2 separate regions of the Bos taurus genome follow, and region 2 is linked to region 1. The links are chromatin contacts, called in public Hi-C maps. All regions are on one chromosome and are shown on one strand. Each heading gives the region's core, a stretch centred on a gene start, on an enhancer-like site or on the middle of the called end of the contact. The rest is flanking DNA. Distances are from core to core; before and after follow the strand shown.

Region 1 (5,690 bases), core at 1,791-4,290:
GTCCTGGACACAGCCTTTTAGAGCGGGAGAGTACGCACAGCACACTCACAAGACTGCCACCCTCTCTGTGGTCTGTGGCTCAGCCCTAGAGGGGCAAGAAGGGCAATCCGTCACTTGCCAAAGTGGCAATGCCGGGCAGGAAAACCCAGTCTGGGGGGGATGGGGGTGGGGGTCCTCTTAGAAGGAAGAAAACAGCACAGACTCGTCTATACCTTTCCATTACTCCTTCTCCCATTTCAGAGAAGATGCCCGCCCCAAAATAGGTAGGCGCACAGCAGTGAAATGATATTCCCCCCAAAGTACAGTTGCGTGTAAATATTTGCTACACTTGTATAAAGTCGGACACGCTAGGATCTGGCCCGTCTTGAGAATCTAAAACAGCTGGTCTGAGAGGGGCTGTGAGCCACCCTTTCCTTCCACCGTGCCTGGTCCCTGAGGACGGGATGCGGGGGATGACACAACCGCAGCCAGGCCTGGGGATGCCAGTGAGTCCTGGTTCCTGCTCCAGCCTGAAGGGTGCCCTGGCCTCACCCAGCAGGCAAGGGAGACTATAACCACGGAGGAGCACACACCCTGACTCCCAGAAGGGAGTGGAAGCAAGCAGAGGGAGTCACTGTGGGAGGGGTAGGAGTCAGCAAGGGACAGGGAAGGAAGGTCCCTACTCCCCACCACCTGAGTCAAGAGACTCCACAGCTCATTCTCCCCCAGCACCGGGAGCTGGAGAAGGAGCCCAGGTTTTCTCAAAGAAACGACCCCATGGACCCTGCCTTGTTCCCTTCCCAACTTCCCAGGTCTCTGAGTAACTCTTAACCTTTTTCAACCCGGCATTGCCTCCGGCAGTAAATTATTGTTGAGACTGGAGGCTAGGTCTCTCCCCTCAGAAAGAATTTTTATGTCAGATTATCTCAACCTGCCCACCCGGAGGTAGGTGGGGCAACAGATAAGGACATCTCCACAGAGCTGCCACCCCCCCCCCCACCACCGCCCCCACCCCCCACCCAACTACCGATGAGGAAATTCAAGCAGAGGTTGCTAATTTACCCCACGGTTAAGCCAGGCCCCACCCCAGGCTGCCTGGCACAGCTGTTCCTTTCACCCTTTCCCCGCCAGCCTGGGCTGCCTGCACGGAACCCCCAAAGCAAAAGCTCACACCCTCAAGAGGCTTCCAGCCACACTCAAACCCCTTGCTACTCTCCCAACACCATACACATCCACCCTTGTAGAATCACAGAAGGGACTCCCTCGACCCCTCCTCATTCCACAGATGACAGAACCACACAGATCAAGGGTCTTGCCCAAGGCCACATAACTGGTAATGAATCCAGAAAGAAAATTCAGGTGTGACGAACCTACCACATGCCTCTAATAGTAAGTACCTCCCACCCTCTTCACACACTTTGAAACAGCCCCCTCCCAAGACACACACCCACCTCAACACCTTCCTTTCTTTAGCTCTTCCTGCGCACGCTAAACCCTCTCTTCTAGCAGCTTGGAGCTCCCTGCTCTCTACCACCTTGGGTTATGTGCACACACGTACACCTATACACACACAGAGATACACACAGACACACACCCGACCCTCTCTGCACCTCCCACTCCTTTTGATCTCCCTTTCCCCACTGTGAGTCCCCCCAAATTGCCTCCACACCCCAACATGCCACCTGAAAACAGACCCTGCTTTAGAACGAGCTCCTCATCACCACCCCCAAAAGACAATTCTGGACACTCTCAGCCCCTCCTCCCCAAACAACTTGTTCTCCCTTCACAACACATAAACACACTCTCCAGTCCTGGGACGGCACCTCCAGAAGCCCTCACGCCCAAATTCCTCTCTCGGTCTATCCATCACACACTCCCTTTCTAATGAGACTTTCATTACTCCGCACACCTCCCTCCCACCATCCGCCATTCCGACCTTTCTCTCCCGCCTTTCTCACCTCATTCAGGCTACCTTTGCCTCCGGCAACACCAACCCTTTGCTGAGCTTTGTCTACGTTCCATCAATTCTTCAGAACCCCTTCTCAGAATACTCCAAATTCTCTCTATCCCCCTTCGGCCTCTCATCAAGGAGGCCTTGGCCTCACCAATACCTCTTCTATCTCCCAATCTTCTCCTCTTCCCTGTAGGATAGGGCACCCCTGATAATATTTCGCCCCTTCAAAACCTCTTATTCACAGCTCCCTGACTTTTCCCACCAGTGCCAGAGTCCAGACCTCCTTAGCAGCCTCCCCATCCTCACCCACCAAGCCCTGGGTCCCTTCACACCCACTTCCAGAATCTTCATCCCCTTTAGAATGAAAGGGGCTTCATCCCTGGGGGTCCCATAATTCCAACCCTCTTCAGAGGATTCTGTAATCCAAATAACGCCCTCCATACTCCAGCTCCTCCTCGGACTCCCCTGATGCCGAATTCTATCCTGACCCACACATTCCAGACTCCCCCTTTTCCCTCTGACCATCTCCAGTCCATCCTGACCCTTTCATCCCGCCTCAGACCCAATTCCGTTCTTGAGTCTCCTCCAATCATCTCGCGATTTCCCCTCATTCCCAGGCCAGACGCTCCAATTCCTGCCTCGGGCTCCCTGATTCCTAGTCTTAGATTTCCATATCCCCTACTAAGCCGCCAATTATTTTTTCAGACTCCCAATTCCCCGCTCAAGTTCTGCAACTCCTTTCCAGGACTCCAAACCCCTTCCCAGACCCGCCGATTCCTTCTCAGGACGCCCAGTTCTCACCACAGACCCTCCGATCCCGTCTCAGGGTCTCCAAGCCCCTTCCCGGCCTCCAGCCTCTCTCCGAAGCCCCCCTCCTCCAGCCCGTCCGGCCCAAGGGCCGCGCACCTTGCGCTGCTGCTTCTCCCAGGCCGGGTCCAACAGCAGGTCCCGGTCCCAGTCGTCCTCCTGGGCCATGTAGTCTCCCATGGTACCCCCGCCGCCAGCGCCATTGCTCCCGCTGCTGGGGCCGTACTGGTACGACTGGTTCGCCGCGTGGTAGTCCACCATTCCGCCGCCTCTCCCGAGCCCGTCCGCTCCAGCCTCTGCTCCCGCCCCTCTGCCCGAGCCACTGCCGCCGCCGCCGCCGCCGCTGCTTCAGCTGCTCCAAGCCCGCCCTCCGCCGGCGCCTGCGCACTGCCCGCCGCGCCTGCGCACCGCGCCGCCGCCGCCGCCGCCCTCCCGCGCGCGCGCCTCCTAACCCAAAAGACCCTGAGACTCCGCCTCGGGGCTTTCGGAGCCTGCGCAGAGCGCGCTTCTCCCCCGCCCTTCAGCTCGTGGACGAGCCGCGCCCCCTGTTCCCGCGTGAGCGCGCCCGGCCTCTGCGTGTGGGCGGGGCCAGATCGCGGATGATTCGTAAGGCGGGTCTCGCCGTCCTACTACGAAAACCCGCTCAGGCGTGGCATGTATCCCATTCAGCAAGAAAAATTCAACAAATATTTATTAAGCGCCTGCTGTGTGCGTTGCCACTTAAACGAAATAGATAAAACTCCCTGCCCTCGCGGAAGCTTCGAGTGACGGGAGACAACAAACAAAAAATTTTCAGTACATAATATATATGTTAATATATTCCAAGGGGATTAGTGTTATGGAGAAAAATCAAGCTGAAATGTAAATGGAGTAGTCAGGATAGGCTTTGCGGAGAAGGAGGACATTTGAACAAACACCGGCGGGATTCACGAAATGGACCTGGGAGTTAGACTGGAATAGCTACTGGCTGACTTGAAAGTTATCAATAGAAGGTTTTGTGGACTTATCTATCTTCATTCACTCAATAGACACTTATTGAGCAGCTACTGTGTGCCAGGCACTGTTCTCAGGTGCTGACGATACGGTTCTGAGCATAAGGGTGATCAGTTCTCAAGTTGCTAATGCGGGGGGTGGGGCACAGCAATAAATAAATAAATACAGATAAATGATATTGTCACATTAAGAGGTGTCTCGAGTGTAAATATCCAAAGCTGAGCCCCTGATCTTCCTCTCAAACCTGGTCACCCCATGATCATCCCTGTCCCAGAGAATGGCGCCTCCATCCTCCCAGCTTGCAGGCAACAGAACTTGCAGTTACCCCGTGTCCTCTTTCTCCTCGCACCCTACATCCAGTTCTTCAGGAAATCCTGTCAGTTCCATCTTCAAAGTATGTATGGAATCCACTCACTTCTCTCTCCCATGGCCACACCCTGGTCCTGCCCACCCTCTCCTGTCTTCACTCGGACCTCTGCCGCAGCCTCACCATCTCTCTGCTCCTCCACTCACCACCAACTCTCTTTCTCACAAGAAACCAGAAGGAGCCTGCAAACACCTGAATCAGGTCAAATCCCTCCCTTGCTTGCTCAGAACCTTCCCTTGGTGCCACACGTCAAAGTCAAGGAAAGGAGGAAAGGCTGCTGGGGCCTTCCTTGCCCTGACCCAGCCCAGCCCAGTTTTTTGTTTTTTTTCTGGCCCAGCTTTTGAAACCCCTGAGACTCCTGGGGTTTCAAACAAACCCACAAGGTCTTTTTTCCACATCCTGATCATGCTGGTCCTCATGTCTCTCCCAGCTCCCCTCCTACTCTCCCCTCCTTTCTGAACTTTCACCACGGTTGGGTCCAACTCTCTGCCATGCTATGGACTGTAGCACACCAGGATTCCCTGTTCTTCACTATCTCTCAGAGTTTGTTCAAACTCATGTCCATTGAGTCGGTGATACCATCCAACCATCTCATCCTGTCGCCCCCTTCTCCTTCTGCCCTCAGTCTTTCCCAGCACCTGGGTCTTTTCCAGTGAGTCAACTCTCCTCATCAGGTGGCCAAAGTATTGGAGCTTCAACTTCAGCATCAGTCCTTCCAATGAATATTCGGGATTGATTTCCTTGAGGATTGACTGATTTGATCTCCTTGCTGTCGAAGGAACTCTCAGTGAGAGTCTTCTCCAGCACCACGGTTCAAAAGCATCAATTCTTCAGCGCTCAGCCTTCTTTATGGTCCAACTCTCATATCCATACATGACTACTGGAAAAACCACAGCTTTGACTACATAGACCTTTGTTGGCAAAGTGATGTCTCTGCTTTTTAATACTCTGCCTAGGTTTGTCATAGCTTTCTTTCCAAGGAGCAAGGGTCTTTTAACTTTATGGCTGCAGTCACTGTCCACAGTGATACAGGAGCCCAGGAAAATAAAACCTGCCACTGTTTACATATTTCCCCCATCCATTTGCCATGAAGTGATGGGACCAGAGGCCATGATCTTAATTTTTTAAATGTTGAGTTTTAAGCCAGCTTTTTCACTCTCCTCTTTCACCTTCATCATGAGGCTTTTTAGTTCCTCTTCCCTTTCTGCCTTTAGGCCTCCTAACTGTTCCTCCAACATACTAGGTATGCTCCAGTCTCAAGGCCTTTGAACATAGTGATACCTTGCTACCACTGCCTGGAACACTCTCCCTAGATACTGGATCCCCAAGGCTCATAGCCTCCTCTCCTGAAGATTAGAGGAAATGCCACCTCCTCAGTGAGACCTCCCCTGACCACTTTTTTATAAATAGCATCCACACCTTCCCAGCTTTATTTTTTCCAGAATACTGATCACCACTAATATACAAATATGACTGCTTTATTTAGTTTCTTTCTCAAGAATGTCAGCCCATGATGGTGGGAATCTTTGTTTTGTCATATTCCTAGTCTCTGAAACACTGTCTGGCACAAGATTGTCTGTTGTTTAGTTG
Region 2 (5,690 bases), core at 2,097-4,596, 41 kb before region 1:
CCCCTTTTTTTTCAGTATTTTTATTTATTTGGCTGTGCCAGGTCTTGGTTGTGGCATGCGGGATCTAGCTCCCTGACCAGGGATCAAACCCAGGCCCCCTGCACTGGCAGCGTAGTCTCAGCCTCGGGACCCCCACCAGGGAAGTCCCTCTGCTTCACTCCTAACAGGTGCGTGCTGTTTTCCGCCTCCTGGCAGCCGTGAGCTACTCTGGAGCAGGTTCTCAGCGAGGTGCGCACGCATCCCCTCCCCCATCTTACTTCCCTCGCTCCTTCCCCTGAGCAGCTCTGAATTCGGACAAACCGGGGCCAGGCTGCTGGTTACACCATTCCTGCGGGTAGGTTACCCAACCCTCCTAACGCCCGTTTCCTCATCTGCTACGTGGCAGTGAAGACACCACCCGAGTCACGCACGGTCAGTGCAAGGGTTCACAGTGGTGACCCTGTGGAGCTGGGCCACACAGCAGGTGCTCGGTTCTCCACACACCACGCTTCCCGGGGCCCCTCCTCCTCGGACACCCTGCCCGCCCTGGCCACCACACACAGCCCTCGGCATCTCGGACAGCATTGTCCAGTCATCTGGGGTCTTGCCAGATGCTACGTGCATATACATGTGTGCTCCCGGGGGTAGAAATTTAGTCTCACATCACACATGTCTTTAGAATGCCCAAAGCACAGTGGTCTCAGGCCTGGGCAGTTGGCAGCAGCAGGCCGGGCTGGGACAGGAAGTGCCAGGGGATGCTGGGCCTCTGCTGTCCCCTGTGCCTGAAAGATGCAGTGGGGCAGCAGACTGGCCACCACATCCCTGGCTGAGGACACAAGAGGGCAGCTCCCAGAGCCCGAGCCCCCGGTGCTTCTGGGCCGAGCTCTAGGCACCTGGTCTGCGGGGAGGGCATCTCTCTCCATCAGCCTGTTACACCTGAGGCAATCCTTCAGGGCTTGAGTGCCGGCCCCTCAGCTTACCTCTGGGTTGCAACCAGGTGACTTGGCCTACCTACACCTCAGCATCCTTCTCTGTAGGACGGACTTATCAGAATTTACCGCCTGTATCTGCTGTGGGATTAAATGTGGGAGGAGGGTGGAGAGGAATGCTTTAAAACATCGGCCACAGAGCTGGGCGTCAAGTCCCGAGAACTCGCACACCTGGGAGCACACGCACACCAGTGGCGTCCCACTCCATCCCTGGGAAGGGTGGGACCTAGTCTCTCTGCAAAGGCCCTGAGCCCAGCACCACGGTTTGGAGGGGAAACGAGATCGCAGGACATCCTCTCACTCCAACCTGGGCGGGCTCTGAATGAACCTGGCCTCACTGGGCTCAGGTCGTCTGTCCTCAGAAGATCACAACACCGCCCGCTCTGCACACATGGCCCATCTCCACACCTTTGCTCACCTTCTCTGGGCAGGTAACAAGAGCTCTGGCTGGGGGCTCACCCAGACCTGCCTTGCCCACCGAGGCCACCTTCCAGGGGGGTAACCTCAGGCAAGCAAGGAGCCTCAGGCTCCGTGCTGGGTGAAATGGAGGCAGTATTCTCCCCTCTTAAACGATGATTAAACAAAATAACGCAAGTAAATCACTTAGGACTGTGCCTGGCACAGATGAAGTATTCAGTGTTAAACAAATGTCAAGGGAAGGACTACTTTCAGATAAATGGTAACTCTGCCTGGCACTCCGTCTCCCTGGCCGGAAGCAGGCGGAGGCCCAAGCAGAATGCAGAGTGAGTGCTCGGGGAGAATACCGACCAGCGCGGCCTTGGTGGCGAGGAACCCGACACGTGACGGACGGGAAGGCCGCCGACACACCCCACGCCCGCACTCCATGGCCTGTCCGGCCGTCTTCTCCTCCCAGAAGACCAGGGGCATCTGCTGACACCAGAGACTCAGGGGGCCCCGAGCCCAGGGCACGGTGGGCAGGAGTCACAAGGCCCTCCTCGGGATCAAGCCCACCACTCGCAGCCCCAGCTCCATGTGGCACGACTGTGAGTAGGAGCTGGAGTTCCAGTGGGACATGAAAAATTCATAGCTGCTTCTACTTGGTTACAAAAATAACATTCTGCTTATTCACTCCCTCTCCCTGCCCGGTTTAGACTGAGATGTGCGGGGTGGGTAGTGTGGAGGGTGGTTTCTATAGATGGAGGCCTCGTGGGTCTGCTGTGCCCCCGCCACTCTGCAGCTCTGTCACACAGCACAAGTTGGGGAGTGCGGCCGGCCCTGCTGGCTCTGCGATGCCCAGGGCGCCGTGGGGCGGGACACCCACTCCCGAGACGGGCATCTGCTGCCTGCCGGCCAGGGGCAGGCCTGGCGCTGAACCCACCATGCTGAGCAAAAGCAGACCCAGGCTGCACGCTAAGGAGCTTCCAGTGTGATGAGGGACAGAACTGATCTCATTAACCAAGCGATGACTCAACTACAGAAGTGACACCCGCAGGAAAAGAGGGAACGGTAACAACCACAGCAGATACTCCCATAAGCTAACTATGTGCCCCGCGCTGTTCTGGGCACTTTGCCACATGTTAATAACATCTCTCATCCGCACAGCTACCTTGTGAGGCGGTTGCCATTTCTGCCCCATTTAACAGATGAGGAAACCGAGGGTCTGAGAGGTGATGTGATTTGCCCACAGGTAGTCATGTACCTGTAAAGTCACAGAGCAAGATTTAAAGCCAGGTACCCTGGCCCAGCTTCCCAGGTGGCGCTAGTGGTAAAGAACCTGCCTGTCAATGCAGGAGACATGAGAGATGCTGGTTCAATCCCTGGGTCAGAAGTTCCCCTGGAGGGAGGGCATGGCAACCCATTCCAGTGTTCTTGCCTGGAGAATCCCATGGACAGAGGAGCCTGGCAGTCTACAGTCGGAAAGAGTCGGACACGACTGAAGTGACTTAGCACGCGCCCTGGCCAAGCAGCCACACCCGGAGGCATCACCTTACATTTGCCCTCCTCCCTCTCACCTCTCAAAGAGGGAGCTCACCAAAGTGTTTAGGATGCTGGTGGGGGAGGGGAGGACATTTCCCTGAGGGGCCAGTGGTTAAGACTCCGCAAGCCCAATGCAAGGGGCCCAGGTTCAATCCCTGGTCAGGGAACTAAGATCCTACAAGCCACGTGGTATGGCCAAAAAGAAAAGGAAAAAGAGAAGGAAGCCCTGGGGAACAGCTCCTGACCTTCTGGCCAGGCAGACCCGGGTAAGTTCCCCTGTGGAGAATGAATGGGACAAAAATAAGAAAGACTTTCCAGAAAACGGGACCAGCATGTGCAAAGGCCCTGCAGCAGTGAGAAAAGAGCCTGGCCCTGGAGAAAGGGAGGGAGTGAAGGAGAGCAGCCTGCGTCATGAGGCTGGCAGGGCCACCCTCATGGGGCTGCTGCTGTGTGGGGACTGAGCCAGAGGGGCAAGGGTCAATGTGTGATGACAGGGGGTGGTGGGGAGGAAGGGTAAAAAGCTTCTTTTAAGAGAAACTTGGCAGGAGGAGGAAGACAGAGGAGCCGTGTTAAAGATGCCAACAGTGGTAACCAAGCAAGGCACACTCAAGGTTTTGGCTTCACCTGGGAGGGTCTGGGACTGCTGGCCCTCTGGGGGAGAAGGGAAAAGCCATAAGCATCTAGAGCTCATCTGGGTGGGGCTGTCAAGGTCACTTCAGGGGCAGCACTGGTTCTGAGCAGTGGCATGTCCCTAGCGCCTCATCTAAGAGCCCCCAGTGCAATCAACGAGCCGACAAAGCCTGACCTGGAGCCCAGATTAGGCACGGGAGGAAGTGAAGCAGACACAGAGCTTACATTCTGGTGGTGACGGGCGGTGGGGAGGTGGCGGAGAAAGGGTCTCACTGAGGCTAAATGTACAGTAACTGTTGATGGCTAGCTCTTACCATTTACACGGGCTTGCCTTGTAGCTCAGTTGGTAAAGAATCTGCCTGCAATGCAGGAGACCCAGGTTCGATTCCTGGGTCGGGAAGATCCCTTGGAGGAGTAAATGGTAACCCACTCCAGTATTCCTGCCTGGAGAATCCCACGGACAGAGAAGCCTGGCGGGCCACAGTCCATGCGGTTGCAAGAATTGGACACGACTTAGCGACTAAACCACCACCACCATTTACACGTGGGAACAGTTTAAAACCCCCAACCCTGTGGTCATGTGAGACACGTCATCTCCACTTTACAGGTGAGGAAACTGAGGCGGGGGGGGGAGGCTAAAAGACTTGCCGAAGGTCACACAGTCAGTAAACACAAACACGGGGCGGACACCCATTCCTCTGAGTGGAATGTTCCCTACCAGCCCGGGAAAGCAAAGTCAAGAAAGGTCCTGTCCCCATCTCGGTCCCCAAGCTGGAGCTGAGCTCGCACGGCGAGCAGAGGCAGGCAGGGCTCTTCCCCTCAAAGCCCACCTGCTTTTTTATTAATTCTTAAAAAAAAAAAAAATTTGATCAGGCTGCATGGCACACAGGGTTCTAGTTCCCCCACAAGGGATGAAACCCACACCCCCTGCATTGGATGCAAGGAGTCCTAACCACTGGGCTGCCAGCTACGTCCCCCACCTGCTTCTTAAAGGCTTGGCCTGAGCCCAGGCGGACAGTACCAGTGGCGGCCCTGCCATCTTGTGAAGCGAGCCTGCACACAGCCCTTGACCCACCTAGTGAAGAAGGAAGGATGTGGACACTGCCTCTGAGAACACATGTGCACAAAACCACAGAGAAGAGCTTTCAGAAGTTGCCTCTGCACACTGGCAGCCCGTTAAAGATTCTTCTCCGGTTGTTAAAATAGCACAAGGGTGTGGGGGAGCGGGGGAGGGCGCGGGGTAGGAGAAGAGAAGACTTGGTTTGGGCTCCACGGGTGCACTGGAAGGCAAGCCTCGGGAGCACCCCCCCAAGCTGTTTCTGCTTTCTCACTGTGTGTTGGAAGGGGAGGGCAAGGCCAAGCATCACTGGTCATCAAGTCCTTCCTGTGTCACAGGGGCCCCTCCCAGTGGCCAGGATGTGGGGCGGCTGGGTGAATGAATGATGGATATTGTTCGGGAGGTGACCTCAGCGGCCAGGAATGTGGCAGCAATGGGCTTTAATGAGCCATTCATGGGTGACTCCCTCCCCCAACCCAGAGAGGTAAACCTTCTGGACTCTGGGGCAGTCCCCAGTAAGAAACCAGTGGCCCCCCAGCAGGCAGGGTGATGGCACGGGCCAAGGGGAAGGATCCTGGCGGGATGCGGCTAACCCAGCTGAAAAAACTTTCCTGCCCTTGTCTTCTCAGCGACTACGTGTTACAAGCCATGTTCTCAGTACTGGAGGGGGTGGCGTGGAAGGAAATGTCGGCTGGAGGCTGGAATTCCACTAAACCCAGACTGAAGGGAGTCTCCTGCAAAGTCAGCTGGGACCCGAGGCTCGGGCTGGGGCGTGTGCGCTGGCTCTGATGATGGCTCTGGCGAAGGAGCTCCTGACCAGGGCTGGGGGGCCGCACTCGCCTGACCGCCAACGGACGCTCACATGTGGATTCCATTGACTCCACGCTGGACAGGGCTTTGGGAAAAGCCGCTGGCTGCCTCACGCTGCACCCCCGCCTTCCACTCTTTATACCGCCCACCCCCTTAGCCAGACGTCCCAGGCCAGCAGCCTGACCCAGAAGGACTGGTTGCCTAGCTGAGCCCCGGCAAACTCTCCCAGGGCACTGGCAGGCAGGACGGGGTTCCCTGGGGAGCTGGGAGTTGTCAAACCTTGCCTC

Evidence for each region. Hi-C and Micro-C count contacts between places; a contact is called where the count stands out from the background.
Region 2: a contact with region 1 is called in a Hi-C map of liver, with 2.4 times the contacts expected there. The contact joins the enhancer-like site here to the promoter of ACTN4 in region 1. A contact is called at or near these places in 3 of 11 Hi-C or Micro-C datasets (liver, skeletal muscle and skin fibroblasts).

Annotation. Positions count from the first base shown.
Region 1 is chr18:48,400,171-48,405,860 of ARS-UCD2.0, reverse strand. It overlaps ACTN4 (actinin alpha 4), which reads right to left and starts at 3,040. Exons shown (of 21, transcript NM_001098052.1): 1 at 2,840-3,040. The coding sequence starts at 3,001.
Region 2 is chr18:48,441,052-48,446,741 of ARS-UCD2.0, reverse strand. The region is part of intron 1 of ACTN4 (actinin alpha 4); the gene reads right to left. Among named protein-coding and RNA genes, the nearest start is that of ACTN4, 41 kb to the right of the region's middle. Within about 2 kb of position 3,346, at least 12 of the 102 cell types and tissues checked have an H3K27ac peak or open chromatin away from gene starts, as enhancers often do. A contact at or near this core is called in liver, where this site is marked.